Regions from separate parts of the Mus musculus genome. Here regions 2, 3 and 4 are each linked to region 1. Evidence: chromatin contacts called from public HiChIP or PLAC-seq data. All regions are on one chromosome and are shown on one strand. Each heading gives the region's core, a stretch centred on a gene start, on an enhancer-like site or on the middle of the called end of the contact. The rest is flanking DNA. Distances are from core to core; before and after follow the strand shown. Region 1 holds the start of Lhfp (lipoma HMGIC fusion partner). Region 2 has its middle 98 kb from the start of Gm40048. Region 3 has its middle 120 kb from the start of Gm40048. Region 4 overlaps Lhfp (lipoma HMGIC fusion partner).

The links. HiChIP or PLAC-seq counts read pairs in DNA pulled down with a chosen protein or histone mark.
Region 2: an H3K27ac HiChIP or PLAC-seq map of large pre-B cells shows a contact between it and region 1, with 3 times the contacts expected there. The contact joins the enhancer-like site here to the promoter of Lhfp in region 1. A contact is called at or near these places in 7 of 39 promoter capture datasets (the 3T3-L1 cell line, the C10 cell line, the SN4741 cell line and 4 more), 1 of 15 datasets of contacts at CTCF or cohesin (pro-B cells), 7 of 484 Hi-C or Micro-C datasets (brown adipocytes, liver, nephron progenitors and 1 more), 19 of 115 datasets of contacts at active chromatin or transcription factors (T-cell acute lymphoblastic leukemia, cardiomyocytes, craniofacial prominence and 14 more) and 2 of 9 other capture datasets (adipose tissue and liver).
Region 3: a contact with region 1 is called in a CTCF HiChIP or PLAC-seq map of pro-B cells, with 5 times the contacts expected there. The contact joins the enhancer-like site here to the promoter of Lhfp in region 1. A contact is called at or near these places in 6 of 39 promoter capture datasets (HPC-7-derived erythroid cells, cranial neural crest, embryonic stem cells and 3 more), 3 of 15 datasets of contacts at CTCF or cohesin (the NIH/3T3 cell line, large pre-B cells and pro-B cells), 1 of 484 Hi-C or Micro-C datasets (uterus), 16 of 115 datasets of contacts at active chromatin or transcription factors (T-cell acute lymphoblastic leukemia, cardiomyocytes, craniofacial prominence and 10 more) and 3 of 9 other capture datasets (adipose tissue, embryonic stem cells and liver).
Region 4: an H3K4me3 HiChIP or PLAC-seq map of neural progenitor cells shows a contact between it and region 1, with 39 read pairs. The contact joins the enhancer-like site here to the promoter of Lhfp in region 1. A contact is called at or near these places in 8 of 39 promoter capture datasets (the 3T3-L1 cell line, 3T3-L1-derived adipocytes, the C10 cell line and 4 more), 1 of 15 datasets of contacts at CTCF or cohesin (pro-B cells), 15 of 484 Hi-C or Micro-C datasets (adipose-derived mesenchymal stem cells, brain, brown adipocytes and 9 more), 20 of 115 datasets of contacts at active chromatin or transcription factors (the NIH/3T3 cell line, astrocytes, cardiomyocytes and 15 more) and 2 of 9 other capture datasets (adipose tissue and pancreatic islet).

Annotation. Positions count from the first base shown.
Region 1 is chr3:53,039,020-53,043,705 of GRCm38.p6, reverse strand. Lhfp (lipoma HMGIC fusion partner) reads right to left here and starts at 2,159. Exons shown (of 4, transcript NM_175386.3): 1 at 1,932-2,159; 2 at 15-587. The coding sequence starts at 399.
Region 2 is chr3:53,295,452-53,300,137 of GRCm38.p6, reverse strand. No RefSeq gene overlaps it. Among named protein-coding and RNA genes, the nearest start is that of Gm40048, 98 kb to the left of the region's middle. Within about 2 kb of position 2,742, at least 8 of the 459 cell types and tissues checked have an H3K27ac peak or open chromatin away from gene starts, as enhancers often do. A contact at or near this core is called in pro-B cells, where this site is marked.
Region 3 is chr3:53,276,252-53,280,937 of GRCm38.p6, reverse strand. No RefSeq gene overlaps it. Among named protein-coding and RNA genes, the nearest start is that of Gm40048, 120 kb to the left of the region's middle. Within about 2 kb of position 2,752, at least 14 of the 459 cell types and tissues checked have an H3K27ac peak or open chromatin away from gene starts, as enhancers often do. A contact at or near this core is called in pro-B cells, where this site is marked.
Region 4 is chr3:53,203,777-53,208,462 of GRCm38.p6, reverse strand. The region is part of intron 2 of Lhfp (lipoma HMGIC fusion partner); the gene reads right to left. Among named protein-coding and RNA genes, the nearest start is that of C130075A20Rik, 110 kb to the right of the region's middle. Within about 2 kb of position 2,517, at least 54 of the 459 cell types and tissues checked have an H3K27ac peak or open chromatin away from gene starts, as enhancers often do. A contact at or near this core is called in the NIH/3T3 cell line, cerebellar granule neurons, embryonic fibroblasts and 3 more, where this site is marked.

The DNA of each region.
Region 1 (4,686 bases), core at 910-3,409:
GCAAAGTCACTTACCCCCCAGGAACTGGATTCCCCCAGCCACTCTTCCTACAGTCCTGGAGATGAGTTCCGACACGCAGCAACCCATCAGGGCAGTGAGAGCCACCAGGAGCAACAGGCCGCAGCCAAGGCCTGTCACTATGGTACAGATCCTCCACTCGGTGCTGGGGATGCCCTGGAAGGAGGCATAGCGCCCACACTCCTCCACCATCACCATCATCTGCCGACTCTCATCGTGAACAGGATAGGAGCACCTCCGGAAAGTGCCAAAGGATACAGGCTTGCCTAGCTGAGACCCCCAGAGCCAGTATGGCATGAAGAACCCCACACAGGAGGTGGCAGCGGAAAGGAAGGAAAGCAAAGCCCAGATCACCCCAGTACAAGTCAGGCTGGACGCCATCTTCCAACAGGCAGTGCAATGAGGGTCCGCTGTGATTGCACTAAAGGTGTGAAGGAAGGCGTGTAGTCACAAGAAACTCCCAGGTAGTCCACCGCTCTTCAAGGCGTATGTAGCTACTTGCCGTAACAGAGTTTCAGTATTACCGCGATCAGCTTCTCATACTTTGGAGTGAAGATGGCTGGTGGCCCCTGGTAAAATGGAATAGGAAACAAGGAAAGCTAAGTATGTCTAGCATATTTACACGTCTCAAGAAGCTCCACGGTTTTCATTTAGGAAACTTCAAACTTCCTTCAACGCTTCAAAAGTGGGAAGAACTAATTCTCTCCATACGCATCTCTATACAAGTTTTGCCAAACTAGCTCAAAGCTTTTCCACGTCTTTATCTCCTGTAAAAATGCTCCCAAATTAACTCTGACAGCTATTTACTTAAAGAAACGAATGGCTTCTATTTGCCAAGCCAGTGAATTCATTTCACATACTCACATTAAAAGCAATGTAGCATTTTTTACTAGCAGGAGACATAATTCCGGATATTAAAATAAAATGGACCATACAGTAGTTTGTTTATTTGGCTTGCAAGTTCACACTTAGTTTCTAGCCACTCCTCGGCATCACTTGATGAGTGTGCCAACCAAGCAACATGATAGTGGGAACTTCATACAATTACAGAAGTACTGTAAATTTAACTAACAGTATTCACCACTCAGGTGTATACATTGGATATATAGTTACACACCCCCAGTTACTGTAAATTTAACTAACAGTATTCACCACTCGGGTGTATATATCGGGTGATATATAGTTACACACCCCCAGTACTCGATAACACTAAAAACGCCTTCTGTCTTAATTTTCCGGGGCAAATGTGTTCACGCCTCCTATTTTGACTCCTTGGCTTCAGTGCTTTCACCTGCTGGCCATTTCAGACCAAGCACTCACTCTTTTCCAATACCTAATGTCAAGTCAGCTATTCAAAAGGGTTCGATGAGGTGGGCTGGCTTGCACACCTGGCTACACTCTCCACAAAGAACACAGAAGAACACCCCCACCCCGTCGGGTTCCATCTGCAAACTGCTTCCAAACTCCAGTCTCCTACACTTTGCTCGCCCTCTGTTCTGGATTCTACCCAAAGGGGAGCTCCCTCTGGCTACGGTTTTTAAAATCGTGTCAGCTGTGAGCAGAGGCTGAAGTTGAGTTGGTCTGGGGGTTACCATTAAAGGTGGGGAGTGGGAAGAAAGGGACCTCTTTCTCAGCTGGAGTGAGTTACCCTAGTCCAGATGAACTTAAACCCACCATCCTCCCCCAAAACTGCTAGACGCACGCACCGCACCCTGGAGCACACAGGAACACACACAATGATCTCTGGATGCAAAGCGGCACGGGGAAGTTCTTGCAGCCGGCTCTGAGAAAGGGACGGATAAGGATGGAAAGGAAGGCAGCACCCCCCGGAGGCCGACAGGACCTCAGCTGAACTATGCCACTCGGAAAGACAGGAGGGACCCGGGCACGGGGCCCCGGGGCGCGCTACTTACCCGGTCGGGCGGCGGCCGCGGTCCCTCGCGAGTCCCGGGCGCAGCACAACTTGCTGTCTTTCCCTGGCGGGGACAGCGCGGCACCAAAGAAGACTGTCTTTCTTGCCTTTGCCACTATCCCGACGGAGATCGAGGCGAGTCTGGAGAGCTGGGGTGGAGGGTCAGGGGGACCCACCCGGAGAGCCCGCCGGCTGCGGCCGTGCGGCCCGGGAACACGGTGGATGCCGGCTCCAGCTTTGGCAGGCGAGGCACGCGCCGCCTCTTCCCCGCCCTCCCTTTGCCGCTGTCCCCTCCCCTCGGCCCCGCCGCGCAGTCCTGGACGCGCGAGAGTGGGGGCGGCAGACAGACTGAGAATCCAGGGAGAAAGTTGCTCGCCTTCCCCGCAGCTCCCCGGGGGCGCCGAGGCCACACCCGACCCCTGTTTGCTTTTCTGGGTCAAACCCTGGGGTCTGGGGCTGCAGTGTTCGCGCGGCCTTTATGAGGACCAGGATGGGAAGTAGCCTCAGAGATGGGGAGAGCGATGTCTATGAGCTTTAAGGGGCTCTTGAGAAGTGGTCACTTTGGAGGGCAGAGAGCATGACGGGTGTGGACATAGGAAAGAGAAGGCTGGGCACGCCATGCGAGGCTGCTGGATTCCGTGGGGGCAAAGCCAGAAAGAAAGAAGGCAGGCTACTCCCCTGCCAGCCTCTCCCAACAGCTGCAAACCTTTGGGAACTTCTTTCAAGACATTTCTCTTCCTCTTTTTCCTCTTCCTCTTTCCTGGGTTTCCCCCCACTCCCTTACCTCCCCTCTCACCCTCTCTCCTCTTTCTGCTACCCTCCTTTCTCCTCCCGTCCCCTTCCCTGCCTCTTACCCACTCCACTCCCCAACCCATGATCAGCTTTAACATCTATCTACACAACCTTTGAATTTCCTTTCTGAAATCTGCTCCTTTTGATTTCTTCTCAGGCCCTGCCCAGTTCTGACTTGCCATCAGCCTTTTTAACCCTTCGGAAGCCAGAGCCGTATTCTGTGGGTGACTGACTGACCTCTGGAGTCTCCACAGAGGACAGTTATTTTAGGAAGCTGCCATCTGGGACCAGCAACTTTTGAAGTACATACTTGCCTAGATGCAGTTTTTGTGATGTGCCTTTTTCAAAGCAGCTGGAAGTAATAACTGGGTAGGAATATATTTCATAATAAAATTTCGAGTGCACCATTGAATTGGGCGGCATCAGCTGGAGACAGGTTGTTTCAGGATTGTTTGAAAGGTTTTAAGTGATTGATTCCAAGCCTTTCCTTTGTAGGAATAGGATACAGGTAATGAGCCTCCCAGGAAAGCGATGTAATACACATTAAGTTTATCACAATAGTCTTGAGAAGAGGAAAGAATAGTTCCTGGGAGACATTTGGCAGAGTCTGGAGATATTTGGGGTAAGCATGACCCATAGACTGGGAAGGCCCTACTGGCAGCCAGTCCATAAAGCCAGGAGTCTGCTCTGTAACTACACAGGGCACACCCAGAATCATCTAGCTTGAAGTGTGAGTAGGGCCAAGGCTGGGAAGTCATGTTTCAAAATGTCACATGGTTTTTAGCTCACCCATGAACCTCAGGTTTAGAGATCTGGATTTGAAGTTTTCCTTTGTTAACGTACGTTTTTTAACTCTGCTTGTGCAAATCACCAGTTATTGAGCATGGTGGCCATATAATAACAGGTCTGACTTGTAGCTAAATACCACCGCCTGGCTATCACATATCTCATATCTATGTAATGTGGAGGTAGCAGATACCAGCCTAGACAAAATTATACAGTGGCAGCCAGACTCACCCACACACAAACACTCACTCACACACTACCCACCGGGTATCCAGTCTAGGACACTTTCTCAAGCTTAGAGGAGCTTGAGAAAGTGACATGGATTGCCAAGGAGGCGTCCGTTGCAAATTCTTTCATTACTGCGTGTCAGTACACTGGGTGTATGAATAGATGACTTCATCTAATTCTCAAAAAAAGGGAGAGAAAAGCCACGAAGGCAGTTATCATTTCACAGAGAAACAGCTGATTAACCTGTAAGCATATGATTAAAACACAGACTTCTAAAAAAAAGAAATCTCATTATTTGCATTCTATTAAGTAATGTAAACATTACCGGAGAGGTTTGGCTAATATGAAAAAGGAAGAAATGAAGAAGTCAAAAGCTTAGAATCCTATCAGAATGAAATATTCATCATGTGTGGAGTCCTTGTGGGCTGCACTTCCTGGGACTCGACATTCCAACTCAGACGAGTCTGTCCCCTCATTTGTAAAACAGAGCTTGAAACCAATTCCATTTAATGTTTCTGAACTGTCAGTGTGATGGCAATATGGGCACTCCTACCTCGGAGAAGGGAGGTAGGGGTCATCTAATCTGTGCAAGTGGGTGACTGCACAGATGAGGTGACAGGTCTGGATCCTTCCAGTGTCTCACTCAAGGCAGCTATAGAATCACAACTCATTTCTTTTTCATCCCACCATATAATTATCTTCTCAAGCTATAAAATCTTCTGAATTACCCTCCAGATTCTGGCATGTATACTTTACCAGCACATGCATTATGCTATCTTTGAAAACCTTTGCATTCGATTTACATCTTCAAAGGATCCCTAAGTTTCTTCACAGCCGGAAGTTCCCACACAGCAGATGCTGATGTACCTCCTGCTCCAGGCTCGGGAGCAGAATGTTTGCCTTAAGCAGGGCTATTGAGTAGTCAGATGGTATCATGGAGGTATGGGAGA
Region 2 (4,686 bases), core at 1,493-3,992, 260 kb before region 1:
GCTGTGGGACCTGCAAATGTTTGTTTCTCCTGGGACAATGTGACTCACCAGACAGTTGTCAGGGACACAGGCTGCATGTGTCGGGAGAGAAGCAAGGAACAGTTGAGATCGGCTCTATAGAGTATGAAGATCCTTTTTTAAAAAAACAAAGTTGTTAGCCCCTCATAGCATTCGTATAGTTAAGAAAATTTTTTCTATATGTGTCAGGCCTATGATTGATGGGGTTGCATAAAGGAGAAGTCTTCAGAGTCTTCTAGCCTGACTCCACAAGTCACTAGGACATGCTACCTGGAATCTCAAAAGACCTGAGAAACGCTGATGTAAACACACATGTCTCCTGGTGTAGAAGCAGATAGGCCCTTCCCACACTAAGTAGTCTGGGATAGAAACAATCTGTATACAGGGGCTGTTTTCATTTACAAAGTGTATCAAAGTAATTTTTATTATTGTGCAGAAAAGAAATTATAGCCAAGCACACTTTTAACTCCAGCACTTGGGAGGAAGAGGAAGGCAGATCTCTGTAAGTATGAGGCCAGCCTGGTTTACAGAGCAAATTCCAGGACAGTCAGTGTCACACAGTGAACCTTGTCTTGAAAAAACCAAATATCAAACATATATAAAAATCTCCATATATTCTAATAGCAAATAGATTTGTCCTCATAGAGTTTTTCTGTGAGAGAGTTAATGATTCAAGTAAAGAAAAAGGAATAAACACTTACATGAAAAATAGAACATAAAAATTTCAAAAAAAAAAAAAATAGGGAAAACAAACAAAGGTAGGGCTGGGGAGATGCTCAGTAGTAAAGACCATGGCTGCTCTCGCAGAGGACTCAGGCTGAGCTTCCTGCGTCCATTTGCAAGGTCATTATCATTTGTAACTCCAACTCTAGGGGATACCACGCTCTCTTTTACCCTCTCTGGGCACTGCACATGCATGGTACACATATAAACACACAGGCAAAATTTCATACATGTAAAATAAAGATTGAAGATTTGATTTTCTAGAAGAGAAGACAGAAAAGTTTATTGTTTGTTTTTTTAAGGTCAAGGTATCTAATATTCTGAAATAGGTATTTGCTGGCTAACCTGGCAGGTTTGGAGGCTACACTTGAGTATATTAGACAGTTCCGTGGTGTCTCCACTATCCTTTTGCGGGCTGTTTGATTTATCCTTCAAAGTATCATTTTCATGACATTGAAAAAAATCATCTTTTTACATCAAAACTAAGACTCTGGGAAGATTTGTGCGAACATCATGGTTTGTTGTCTTTCTATCATCAGAAGACCTCAAATAATTTTCTATGTGGTCGGGATGATAACAACTTAGTCATGTGACTAGTGGCCATGCTTAATATAATCCATAGTGAGAACACTGGCAGCAAATAGGAGTGGTAGTCTCATCTGTAAGCCTAGAAGCAGCTGTTGGTTTACAAGGACCTAGAAACACACTCCTTAATTTCTTTCTACTTCCACAATAGTTAAGTCTTACAGAGGCTAAAACCCTGTTCACATAGATACTTAAGACCAGTCATAGAGGATCCTGAAGGAAAATTACGTTCACACTCTTCAAGGGCACTTGTCTGTCTGTGCGACTTCTGATGCTCTCAGAGAAGACGCCATGCAACTTTAACATCAAGTCTGTGCTGGAGGAAAGCTAAGTGCCCACTGAGTGATGAATGACTAAGGAAGAGATGGCGCACATACTGAGTAGAAGAGAAAGCAGTCATAGAAGCATTACATCCTGTCATTGCAATACACCGACGGAGCTGGAAATCACTATGTTTAGAGAAATAAGTGAGGGCCAGCTTGGTGCTACCACTCAGGTAGAATCTAAAAGTAAAGTTGATCTCACAGAAATAGACAGGAGAATGGTGAAAGCCAGAGAAAGCAAGCGAGTGAGCAGCATTCCTCTATGGTTTCTGCTTGAGGTCCTGTCCTGACATCCTTTTATAAGATTATAATGTGTTTGATGTAATAAACCCTTTCCTCCCCAAGTCACTTTTGGTGGTTGTGTTTATCACGCCAACAGAAAGCAAACTAGGGCATGTGTGTGTGTCTTGATTTATACATCATGACATCATGTGACTCCTCTAAACACAGCTTCTATAAATACCAAAGGGGAGAGAGCTCCCCCTTGTAAGAAACTCTGAGGTTTATGTTTATAGGTAACTACCCACTCAGATATAACCTTAGACACACTTTGTTTTAAAGCATTGCAAGCTCATGTCCTCTCTTAGGCATGCCATCCAACACTGTAGCATTGTAAACTTCACACTGGACTGCATGGGTGAAGTGGGGTAAAGGAAGACTCTAATGCCCTGGGCGGCTTCTCTGTTGCAGGGGATCAGAGCCCAGGCCTTTGTGGTTGTGGAGCAAACAGTTTTCTAAGCCATGATGGTTTTGCCCTCAACAATGAGGGTCGTTCTGCTCTCATGACTCCGCTTCTCTTCTTTTACACGAAGAAGCCCCGTGGGATCAGAAAACGGGGAGGTTTGTTCTTCTGAAGTAGAATAGGGACAAACTGGAGGGTGCTCTGCTTCAGGTCCCAGGAATCATATCCACCCCAGTGATTAGTATCCATTAATGTCTGGGGGCCATTTACTCAGAGTTAATTACTTATAACAATCTGAAAGGAGATACAGATTGAAACCAGAATAAAAACAAATCATTCCAGAACGGTACGCTCTGCACAGGTGCCAGGCTGGGCTTGTCAGCTGGCAGTCAGTTCCTTAGAAACTGGTGGCTCACAAGCCCTGTGTAAGAGTGTCGGGCAACTTCCTAACTGCACGGGCTTGGCGAATCTCATAAGTCCTCCTTTAGACTGTGACCTTTTAATTAATGTGGACCAATCTACTGTCTCTGGGGGTTAATTATGATGTTTGATTCCTGATCCCCATGTGGTAATGAAATAAACTCTGAAAAACCCACTCACAGTGTGTCAGACCAGGTATCCGTGTACGAGCTGGATCATGCATTTGTGGGTTGGGAGCCAGGAGAGCCAGCTGCCACTGTGAAGTTATCTGTATCATTTGATTATTGCTGTAGCAGTAAATTACCACAGTTGAGTTTTACATAATACTAATTTATTATACTCATTCCTGTAAGAAGTCACGGACTAGTCAGGCTCAATTGTAGCCAGTCTTTGTTACTTTGTGGGTTCTTCTTTTTTTCATCCTTCATCTTTAGGGAAGTCTTATCCTTCATTTCCCTGGATTTACCCCCCATCACTAGATAATAAATCTTTCTTTTTGTTTCTTCTTTGAACACAACTACTAACAAACCAGAACCAACCCCCTGCATGACCAACAATCACCACCAACTTCCTCTCAGGGCCCTAAGCACTTATGCACCCTCTGAAAAGTTCCCAGAATTCCAAACATCACCCAATTGCAGAAATTATCTGCAGCTGGCAAAACCGTGCTTCTGCTAGAGCATGGGGGGAATTATGGTCCGCTACTGCCCATCATCCAAAGCAGCCCCTCATCCTTATACCTGGGGCTAAAATGACTGAAAACATCACTCAACTCAACCAGGTTTCCAGGTAGAATCTCAAGGGTCTGTGACAGCACAGTTCAGCGAGGCTCAGACCCCGCTTCCGTGATGGCCGGTCCTTACCGGATCTGCTCATGGTTCTCCCCTGGCAAAGGCAGCAGTGCTGGTGTTTTAGTTGATGCTCTGTTGCTGTGAAGAGACGCCACACCTATGGCAATTCTTATAAAGGCAAACACTTAATTGGGACTGGCTAGCAGGTCCAGTAGTTTAGTCCACTCTTGTCATGGTGAGAAGCACGCAGGCGCTCATGCTAGCAGACATGCTACTAGACAGGAGCCAAGAGTTCTACATTTAGATCAGCAGGCAGTGGGAAGAGAAAGAGGAAGCCACTGGGCCTGGCTTGAACTTCTGAAACCTCAAAGCCCACCCACCTATTACAACAAGGCCACACCTCCTAATTCCTATCAAGTCGTGCTAATCCCTTAGGACCAAGCATCTAAATATATGAACCTCTGGGGGCCATTCCTATTCAAGCCACCACAGTGGTTAGGACAAATATATGTGTGCCACTCTTGTACCTTTATGCAGGGCTACCTTGCAATGCTTGTTGTGGTGGTTCCTAGACATCACAGCCAGGCAGGACTATTGGTTACTTCACTCCTGTGGCAGTTTGTATAGCACCATCCACTCCCATGAGATCTGGCCCCCAGGGAAGACGCTTTCAGGTCAGACCCAGCTTGGATCCTCTGAGTCGAGTCCTGTGTTAGACAGGTATGGTGTCTTTGGCAGTAGGGATTATGTCATCCTCTGGGAGGTAAACAAGGTAGCTTATGCTGCTTGGGGAGTCTCGTGGACTCCCCTGGCCAAAAATGCTTGATATTGGGATATTTGTTAGATGGGATGACTTTTGTTTTTAAAAGGCAGAACAGAACTTTCAGTAAATAGGGGTGACTGGCCTAGATCCATGAGGCAGAGGTACGGTGTGGGTACAGGAATGGGAACCCCAGAGCAGTGGTTCATAGTGGAAAGAAGTCTGAATTTTCACTAGAATATGTTATTTTGTTCTATTGAAAGCTGTGGGGCAAGAGCAAGAGGTACATATTACCTATCCTGATGCAATAATATATTGAAAATCAAGTGTTCCAGTTGGCTGACTCACAAACATCAAATAATAAAATAAACTCCTATAGCTAAA
Region 3 (4,686 bases), core at 1,503-4,002, 240 kb before region 1:
TTGAGGACTTTGATCTACTGGAACTTGAGTTTTTGTGCAGAGTGATAGATACGGATCTATCTGCAGACATCTGGTGTGACTAGCACCATCTATTGGAGATGCCGCCTTTTCCCCCAGTGTGTATTTATTGCTTCCTTATAAAAGTTCAAGCAGGGCGTGGTGGCGCACACCTTTAATCCCAGGACTAGGGAGGCAGAGGCAGGCGGATTACTGAGTTCGAGGCCAGCCTGGTCTACAAAGAGAGTTCCAGGACAGCCAGGGCTATACTGAGAAACCCTGTCTCGAAAAAACAAAAACAAAAACAAAACAAAACAAAACAAAACAAAACAAAAGTTCAGATGCCCATAGGTATGTAGATTTATGTCTGGGTCTTCATTGATCAATGTATCTGCTTCTATGCCAATACCATGCTGTTTTTATTACTGTACATCTCTAGTACAACTTGAAATCAGAAATGGCAAGACCTCCAGCTGTTCCTTTATTGTTCAGGATTGTTTTAGTTCTCCTGGGCTTTTTGTTTTTCCATGTGAAGTTGAGATTTATCATGACAAGGTCCGTAAAACCTTGTGTTGAAATCCTGATGAGGATTGCACTGACTCTGTAGATTGCTTCTGTCTGGTAGGATGGCCATTTTTACTGTTGAGCCTGTTGATCCATGAGCATGGGAAATCTTTCATTTTCTGGTACGTTCTTGAATTTCTTTCTTCAAAGATTTGAAGTGTTTATCATATAAGTCTTTTACTTGCTTGGTTAGAGTTACCACAAGATATTTTATACTATTTGAGGCTATTGTGAAAGGTGCTCTTTTCCTGATTTCTTTTTCAGTCTGTTTGTCATTTGTATATAGAAGGACTATTGATTTTTTTTTTAAAGTTAATTTTGTATCCAGCTACTTTGCTCAAAGTGTTTATTAGCTATTGGAGTTCTCTAATGGTATTTTAGGGTTACTTATATACTACCATATCACCTGCAAATAATGATACTTTGAGTTCCTTTTTTTCAATATTTATCCTCCTGAGTTGTCTTATTGCCCTATCTAAGATTTCAAGAACTATATTCAATAGATACAGAGAAAATGGACAAACTTGTCTTGTCCCTGCTTTTAGTGGAATCCCTTTGGGTTTCTCTCTATTTAATTTGATGTTGTAGCCCACTTATTGCAATGTCAGTCAACTATGGGATTTTGTTAGTTTGTTTCAGGGAAGAATAACCTGGCAGTTTCTTTTTATGTATACTTAGGAAATATTTATTTATTATTTATACAGTTTTCTCCCTGCGTGTATGCCTGCACACCAGAAGAGGGAACCAGATCTTATAGATGGTTGTAAGCTACCACCTATAAGGTGCTGGGAATTGAACTCAGGATCTCTGGAAAAGCAGCCACAACTCTTAACCTCTGAGCCATCTCTCTAGCCCCTTATGTATACTTCTATATGAGTACTGCACCAGTCCAACTGAACTATCTAATTAGCGAGGCCATCCCCAGGGACCTCCTTGCTGGGCTCACCAGAAAAGCATACTTCTTTCTGCTCTGTAGGAAAGAAAGCTAATCTTCTTTGTCTAGCACTAAATGCTCGTACCCCAGGGAAGGCACTGTGGCTTAGACTCCAAATTCCAAATGACAAATCATACTTAAAGACATTGATTTCCTTTGCTGGGAAGTTTTATGACCTTCTGCATGTGCTTCATCCTCACCGCGAGTTTGCTTATTGAATTATGCTCATGGCTATTTTTCTTGCCGAATTATTTCTTTAAAAAAAAAAATCCTCTCAACAAGGTACCACTTCATCCCTAGTCTTGTGTAGTCATAGGCCAAGCTTTTCAGCAATAAAAGGTGAGCAACTACTGTGAATAGAGCCGCAGATTTTAAAGCAGAGGGACCACAGACTGTATCCTGAGGGAAGGAGGAGGGTGCTGATCTTCAGGGTTTAATCCAAGGGTACTGGACTACAGCGGATCTCTTCTCCTTCTGTTAATCCCGAGATTCTTCTCTGGTCCCCCATGCTTGACTTGATCTTCATGTTATTTAAGTGTCCACCTAGCAAATGTTAAGGGAAAGAGATGTTATCAAAGGGGAGGAGTTATGAGAAGGGTCTAGTGGACATTTGAGGAATGGGCACCACAGGAAGTCTGCATCAGTTAATGCTGGAACAGCTCTGACATGCTCAGCAGAAGCTATGAGGTTTCCTGGTCGCTTCCAAGGCCTTGGTGGGAGAGGCCAGCCCCTATGCCCAGGAACACTGGCATTGCTAAGAGTATCAGACAGAAGGGACTCTGGCTGCCTAGAGAGACCAAGCATTACCGACCCCAGATAAATTAAGCTCTAGCCTGAACTCTGCTTTTGGATCCCCTTGCTCCAGTCTCTTCCAGCTGTACCCACACACACACGGGGTAGGGGTAGAATTCCAAGGTATCCAGTTATACCATGTTTCTCTAACCACGTTCCTGGGAACATAAAAGTCCCTGTTGGACATTCTAAAGGTTCATATCGCTGTCAGATCAGCAAAAGGGCAGCCTATCTTTAGTCTTGAATTGCCAAGTGGTGGCTGTTTGCAGGACAGGAAGAGTGTGGTTTGAAGAAAGCTTGGAAATGTAGGCTGAGGTGTATCACACTTGCACATTTGCAAACTTGTACACTTGCACACTTGCACATGTGATATTGCAGTAACGGATAGCACTGAGGGCGGGAAGAACTCAGCTCTAACCCTGTGTACCATGGAGAACTGTCTATCAGTTGACATCTGTTGAGACAGGCATCATGGGTCACTGGGCAGGAAGTAGTTTCTTAGACTTCCAGAAAGGCTTTATGCACCAGTGGATACAGAAGAAAAGAAAATCATTATTATAAAAACCACTTAGCCTTTAGTAAGTGCCACACTTTGTGTTGAGACCTTTCTACATATTTTATTTCATTTACTTCACTGTTATATATAACAAATAGGATTGCTACAGTTTTACAAACAAAGCAGTCAAGACTGAGAGCAGATGAGTAATCTCTCCTTGTTAACAGATTGTGAGGGGAGACCTGGGATTTTAATCTCAAATCAGTGAACTCTCTCACCATGTTATCTCCTCATTTGCAGGTGCAAATTATGGTGCTCTGAAATAGAAACAAAGATCTCAAAATACATTTAAAAAAAGAGGACACGAAATAATCAGGAACTATCAAAGAAAATAAATGGCTTAGAAGTGGGAGGGACAAGACAGAGGTCGGAGCTTTTAAGTGATTCAAAATCCAATTACTCTGTCAATTGTACAGGTCTCTCTCACACAGCTACACCACAGAATCAAAGAAGGTCTACCTTTCAGACATCCATGAACTGTTGCCAATGAATGACTTAGTTCCAAGGAGGAGTTACTTTCTTTCTTTTCCTTCCTCTTTATGATCTAAATGTAGTTTATTTGTGAGTGGCCCTTGCGATGGATTCATGACCCAGTCTTCATAGCTGGGGTTGTTCCTTCAATGTCATCTACAGGATTATGCCACTGAGAATCTGAATTGTAACAATCAGACAAATCAAGGAAGCCAGGCATAAAAGTCTGGCTGAGAATTTTTGAAGCAAAAAACAAATTTAACCAGAAAATGTTGTTGGTTCTGATATTTGTTATCCACAGTGCTGTGCTTAAGGGTACCACAGTAAAAACAAATCAGATAGTTTGTTCTCTCAGAGTTCCTAGTTTTGTGACAAGGAACAAATTGAAAAATATAACTACTCTTTCCAGCCAACACCTAGCACTGGGCATCTCTCAGGGCAGCCGGCAGAAGTGCCACATGACTAAGGTAAGAGAAAGCCCTATCACAGGAATGGAAAGTATGAGCTGGGATGGCCTGTCCCTCAGGATATACATGCAGTCTGAGTTCCAGAAAGCAAGAAGGAGTACTGTGCCCTGAGATGGAACTTGGGGAACTTTTCCTAGGGCTATGCGTGTTTTACTTACAAAGCAAAGATTATTAATATTGTCTACCATGCACCCCATAACGAGCCGGTCTGCACCAAGACCCTGGTGAACAATTGCATTGTGCTTACTGATGGCACACAGTACTGACAGTGGTACCAGTCACACTATGCACTGACCCTGGGCTGCAAGCAAGGGGCCAAGCTGACACCTGAGGAGGAAGAGATCTTAAACAAACAAACAAACAACCAAAAAGATCAAAAAATTCAAAAGAAATATGATAAAAGGAACAGATTGTCAGGATCAGCAGTCTGCTGGGAGAGAAGTTCCAGAAGGGCAGGCTTCTTGTCTGTGTCACCTGAAGGCCAGGCCAGTGTCATGGCGCAGATGATGACTGTATGCTAAAACACAAGGAACTGGAGATCTATCTGAGGAAGACACAAATAAGCTATGGTTCATAGCTCAAGTAATAAGGTTGTTTATTGTTCTATGTGAGGAAGGAAGAGAGGGAGGGAGGGCGAGAGAGAGGAAGGAAGGAAAAATAAATAAGTAAATAGGTAACTAAGTAAATAAATAAATAAATAAATAAATAAATAAAATCATGCCTGTCACTTCCCAGAGAGCAAAGGACTAAAGCGCTTAGCTCCTGAGCCTTTCACTTATTCTCCAAGTCAGATTTCTGATCAAAAACTTCACTCTCTCTTCTTTGGCCAGGTAGATCAGAACTTCCCTTCTTATCAGTTGCCAAAACATAAAACCACAGACAAACTACAGCAAGACGGGCTGGCA
Region 4 (4,686 bases), core at 1,268-3,767, 160 kb before region 1:
GGGAAGCTGGAGAGATGGCCCAATGGTTAAATGCACTTGATGCTCTTGCAGGGGACCGAGGATCAATTCCTAGCCCCCACTACCTGGTTGGAAACTACCATGTGGGTACTGGGAACTGAACCTGGTAGAACATGAAATGCTTTAACCATGGAACCATCCTCCAGCCCCCATTTAGAGAAACTTTTAATATAATTAAAAAGTTTGTATTAGTACTTTAAACTGGCTAAGTTGGTGACCTATAAGAAAAAGAGAAATTTCCCCTTGTTTTTCTATATTCTATTTAAGGCAAGCAGAATGTCTTATAAGGAGCCATCACGACATGGCAGGAAGAGCATACTGGTTATTGTGCATGGTGGGAAAGTAGCTATGTTAGAGTTCTAATTGAAATGCATAGGACACGATGAAGGTCTGGTGTCTCTAGGGACTCATGCATGTCCTTGGGCCAAGCTGGACTTGCTGACTCCCTGTTCCCCATCCACCATGCACACTAACAGTTCATAGGGGTGACACTCTGTTTCCTACAGTAACCGTTAAATTAATTGGATAAAACTTACTGGGATATATTCAAGTAACAGTATAACAGTATTTAAAATTGCTACTTGGAGAAAGTAATTCAAAATAATTTGTTCTAAAATAGCCTCCGTCCAGTTTCGCCCCTGTTCCAGAAAAAGAATAATTCAATAACATTTAGAGATACTCAGTCAGGTTCCGGAGGGCTTATTATTTCTCTTCCAAGCACAATAATTCTGTCCCAGATCTTTCTTAGCATGAAGTACCTGTGATGTACTTAAAAAGAAAGTTTTAATTTAAGCTAAAAATTCTTAAAAGAGTGGCTAGCCCCTCCAAGTACTGCTCAGGTATGAATAACATTTGTGTGTTAGAATTTTCTGTCTGGGTTACACGATGTGTTTTGGATAACAAGGACATCATCTGAAGAAAGAGAAAAAGTGTTCTAACTATGGTTTAAGGGAGGGTGGGGATGTAAAAGAGTCAAGAACAAAACCTCTTTCACAACAGCTCAAAAATCCAGAGGCCAAATTTATTCATTCGTTTGGCTTTCAGGAGGCAACTGCTTTGTCCCTGCAGTATTGTCCAAGCTCACTTAAAAAGGAAGCAGAACACAGAGGACTGAAAATTCTGTTCCTATTGCCATGGTGAAAACTGGGCAGCCGAGACGCCAAGCCCTCCACCCACTCCCCACAAGTGGGGTGGTCTCCGTTTTCTTTTGTAACCTCACCACTGAACTTGAAAGCAATATTAGACGTTAGACAGGAGCCCTCTGTCTAGGCTCTAAAAAGATACTTGATACTTCAAATATCAATTCGGGAATGAGAAAGCAGATCATAAGAGGAGAGAAGAGATCTTAAGGCTTGTGTGTGTGTGTGTGTGTGTGTGTGTGTGTGTGTGTGATGGAACACATGCATTTGACATGAAAGCAGAGGCGGGCATATTAGGGGAGAAGGGAACAGGCCAAAGGTGGATGAAAGGGGCATGGGAGAGGGCAGTGGGTGAGGGGAGTCACGACAGAGCAAAGGATGAAAAACGACATGGTGCAACCCATCATTCTGTATGATAACTTTAACAAGAAATCCGTTTACATCCAATATTATTCCATGGAAATAGCGCCTCTTTCCATCCAATCACCAAGGATACAAAACTAACAAAAGATCATCTAGACAGGAATTCTCCAGGACCCCACCCCCACCAGACATGTTAGTCAGGCTTACAATAGATATTTCCCACATCTTAGGAAGGGTCTGTTCCTTGCAGCAGAATCTAACCAGGAGACTTCTCTCTAAAACCACCGGAAGGAACCCCCCACTGGCATGATCAATCAGTCTCCTGTAGCTTCAACAGGCATTCCACAGCAAAGTCTATGGAAAATGTTAACATTTCATCACTTCCTATTCTGAGCGCTGTTAAAAATCAGGAAATCACTGCGACTCATCGATCTTTACAGGGAAAGGAACACAATGGCATAGATCTACAGCCTCCTGACGGCTCCGGTCAATGGCTGCTTTTCAGCCAACATTCTATACTATGGGAAATTACATATTAAGCCATCATAGCGAGAACCATCCCAGGTCGAGTCTCTGTTAAGAGACTTAATGAAGGGTTGAATTTACTGCCTATGATATGGCAGAAGGATAGATATGTGTGAGTAGTCTGATTATAACCTGGGTTGAATAATTTTACTTTAAACTAAAACACAACTTTAACTGCAGCTAGGAAGAATTCCATCAGAAAGCCACATCCTAAATGGCTACTGCAGATTTACTGTAGCTATTTTAACCTCCAGGTTACCTTGTAAAATTTTTATAATTGTAAAAGTGGAATATGAAGTATGAGGTCCTGCGATATGATTTCATAAAGCTCGATATATGTGCATTGACTAGAATCTGAAGATATTCTTTGTTCTTCCACAACACATGCAAGGAATCTAGAGGCATCCTACTGAGCTATGGAGGGTGTGCCCTTGGAAACAATTTCTGAAATGGCATTCAGGCATGAATCATGGGACTTCAGTCCCCAGATGGCATCTCTAGGGTTCAGTGACATCCCATGCCCACTGTACAACTCAGAGTGAGTGCAGAACAGCCTGCTTAGATGTCTGTCCACTGGTCTCATACTGTGACCGCAAGGGCTGGGACTTAGTACATGGTCTGAGTGCATGTCTATGTTCCAATAGCTCTCGCTTTACTCAAAAAAAAAAAATAGCAGACACAAAATTCAACCTGAAACTATGCTTCCCAGCTGTTCTTTAGTAACTGAAGGTCAGCCCAATAATACCAGAGGAACCGCCATTTAAATGGTGACAGGTGAGTTCACCCCTTGAACCATCTCACTTGCTCAATTCTTTATTTTGTGCACTGTTCTAGATTGATAGCTACTCCTGGATTTGTTGAGCATTGACTCTGTGTGTCAAGACCTGTCCTTAGAGCTTGATATCTTAGTTCATTTTACCTTTAAAACAACCCTGAGGCTCGTGCCACATTGTCCCATTTAAAAGAGATAAGATAACTTAAGAACAAGGCTAAATGTTTACCCAAAGTTATACAGATTGTAAGATGTAGCATAGAGGGAGCCAAGCAGTGTAGCATGTGTATACACTGTCTCAGTTGTGTTCCCTGCAATACAGAAGCCAGTGATGAAGAGGCTTGGCCTAGCCCTAGAAGTTTACAAAATTACATGCAATACAAAGATACTGTATATACCTCTAAGTGAAACAAAATCCCATGAACTGCTTGGGGTTGGGGGAGGAGGAAGAAATGCTAACTAGCAAAAGATGAGTAATACCTTATGCAGAACAAACAGCATTTGTTAATCATTTTACGTCAATTGTGCATTCTTCTATTGAGAACTGTTTTATGCCAAGTCTTCAGAAACTCTGTAGCCAAATAACTATAAAATGTAACCACAGAGCCAGTTCTCAGGGAATTATCCTGCTTTTAATGTAGGAAAATGAATTTGATTATTCATAAATGATGCTTCCATTGAAACTGCAAACAAGAGCTCTATTTTTCAAAGCAAGTATATTTCAAATGAGGTTTTCCTGCTGTCGCTCTGGTTAGTAAGTGAACACATTTGTATTTGTATTAGTGATTTCGATCTAGCATGCATGCTGACATGTATACCCACAAGGACAGGGCTCAGGCTGTTCATGAGTCAGATGTACATGTGACCTTTACTCAGATTTTTTAAAAAAATGTGCCCAGTGCCCAGTGCCCAGTGCCCAGCAGCGTCCTTCTGCTCCTTTGGAATCAGGACCACCTCTTCCCTAGGGTAACTCTTACTCTGTCTCTGTTTTCACAGAAGTAGAGCAGAAATCTCCCACTCTTCTGTTGTGTTGTGGCTTGTTTCACTCACGGATGTGTGTGCTGGTGAACCCCCACACCGAGTACGGTCATTATTGGCTTGTTTTCATGGTTTCACAGCATGTGGGAATATGCCAGGATCTATCAGATTTTAGCCACACCAGTGGCAGCTTAACTGAGGGACTGATCTTGTCATTTTCCGCTGGGCTTCAGCTGAAGGAATCCTCATGGTGTATTTTGGTTGGAAGATGAGCTGACTAACCAGGCTCTCCTTCTGCAAATGTCTAGATGAGCCTTCCAGGAATTTCTTTAGGGTCACGTATTCACCCTATTTCTGAGTCACACTAATGGGTGTTAGATATAATGCTCAAGTTCCTCTTGCTTTAGGCTCCATCTGACTACTTATGTTAAAACATCCTGTGAACGTCTTGCATAGAAAACTTTGGTAGAAGGGAAAAAACTGCCAGTTATCTGTTTTATCTCTGCCTAACAACTTAAATGCATATTAGTGGTTAAGGTCTCCTTACCCATTGGCATTTAGACTCCTGAGAGTATTGGAAAGATTGAAGGTAATTAAACTGAGAGAAAATTAGCATGTTAACTTATTTAAAAACATAAATAATTCACCAGAATGAGGCCAAATCAATGCCTTTGTGGAGCTACGGGGGCTTGTGTAAAATGCCGAGCATGGTCCTCTTTTTTAAGAACAGAATTCAAAGCATCCCTTGGATGAGTCTAGTGGCTTCTTTCCCTAACCTGAATGTAGCAGATGGCCAGTGCATTTGGTGGAGACTGCATTCCTCATCCCCGGGGGCAGGCCCACTTGGCCTGCTTTAACTTGTGCTGGGCCTTTTTTGTAATAGTAACGGAT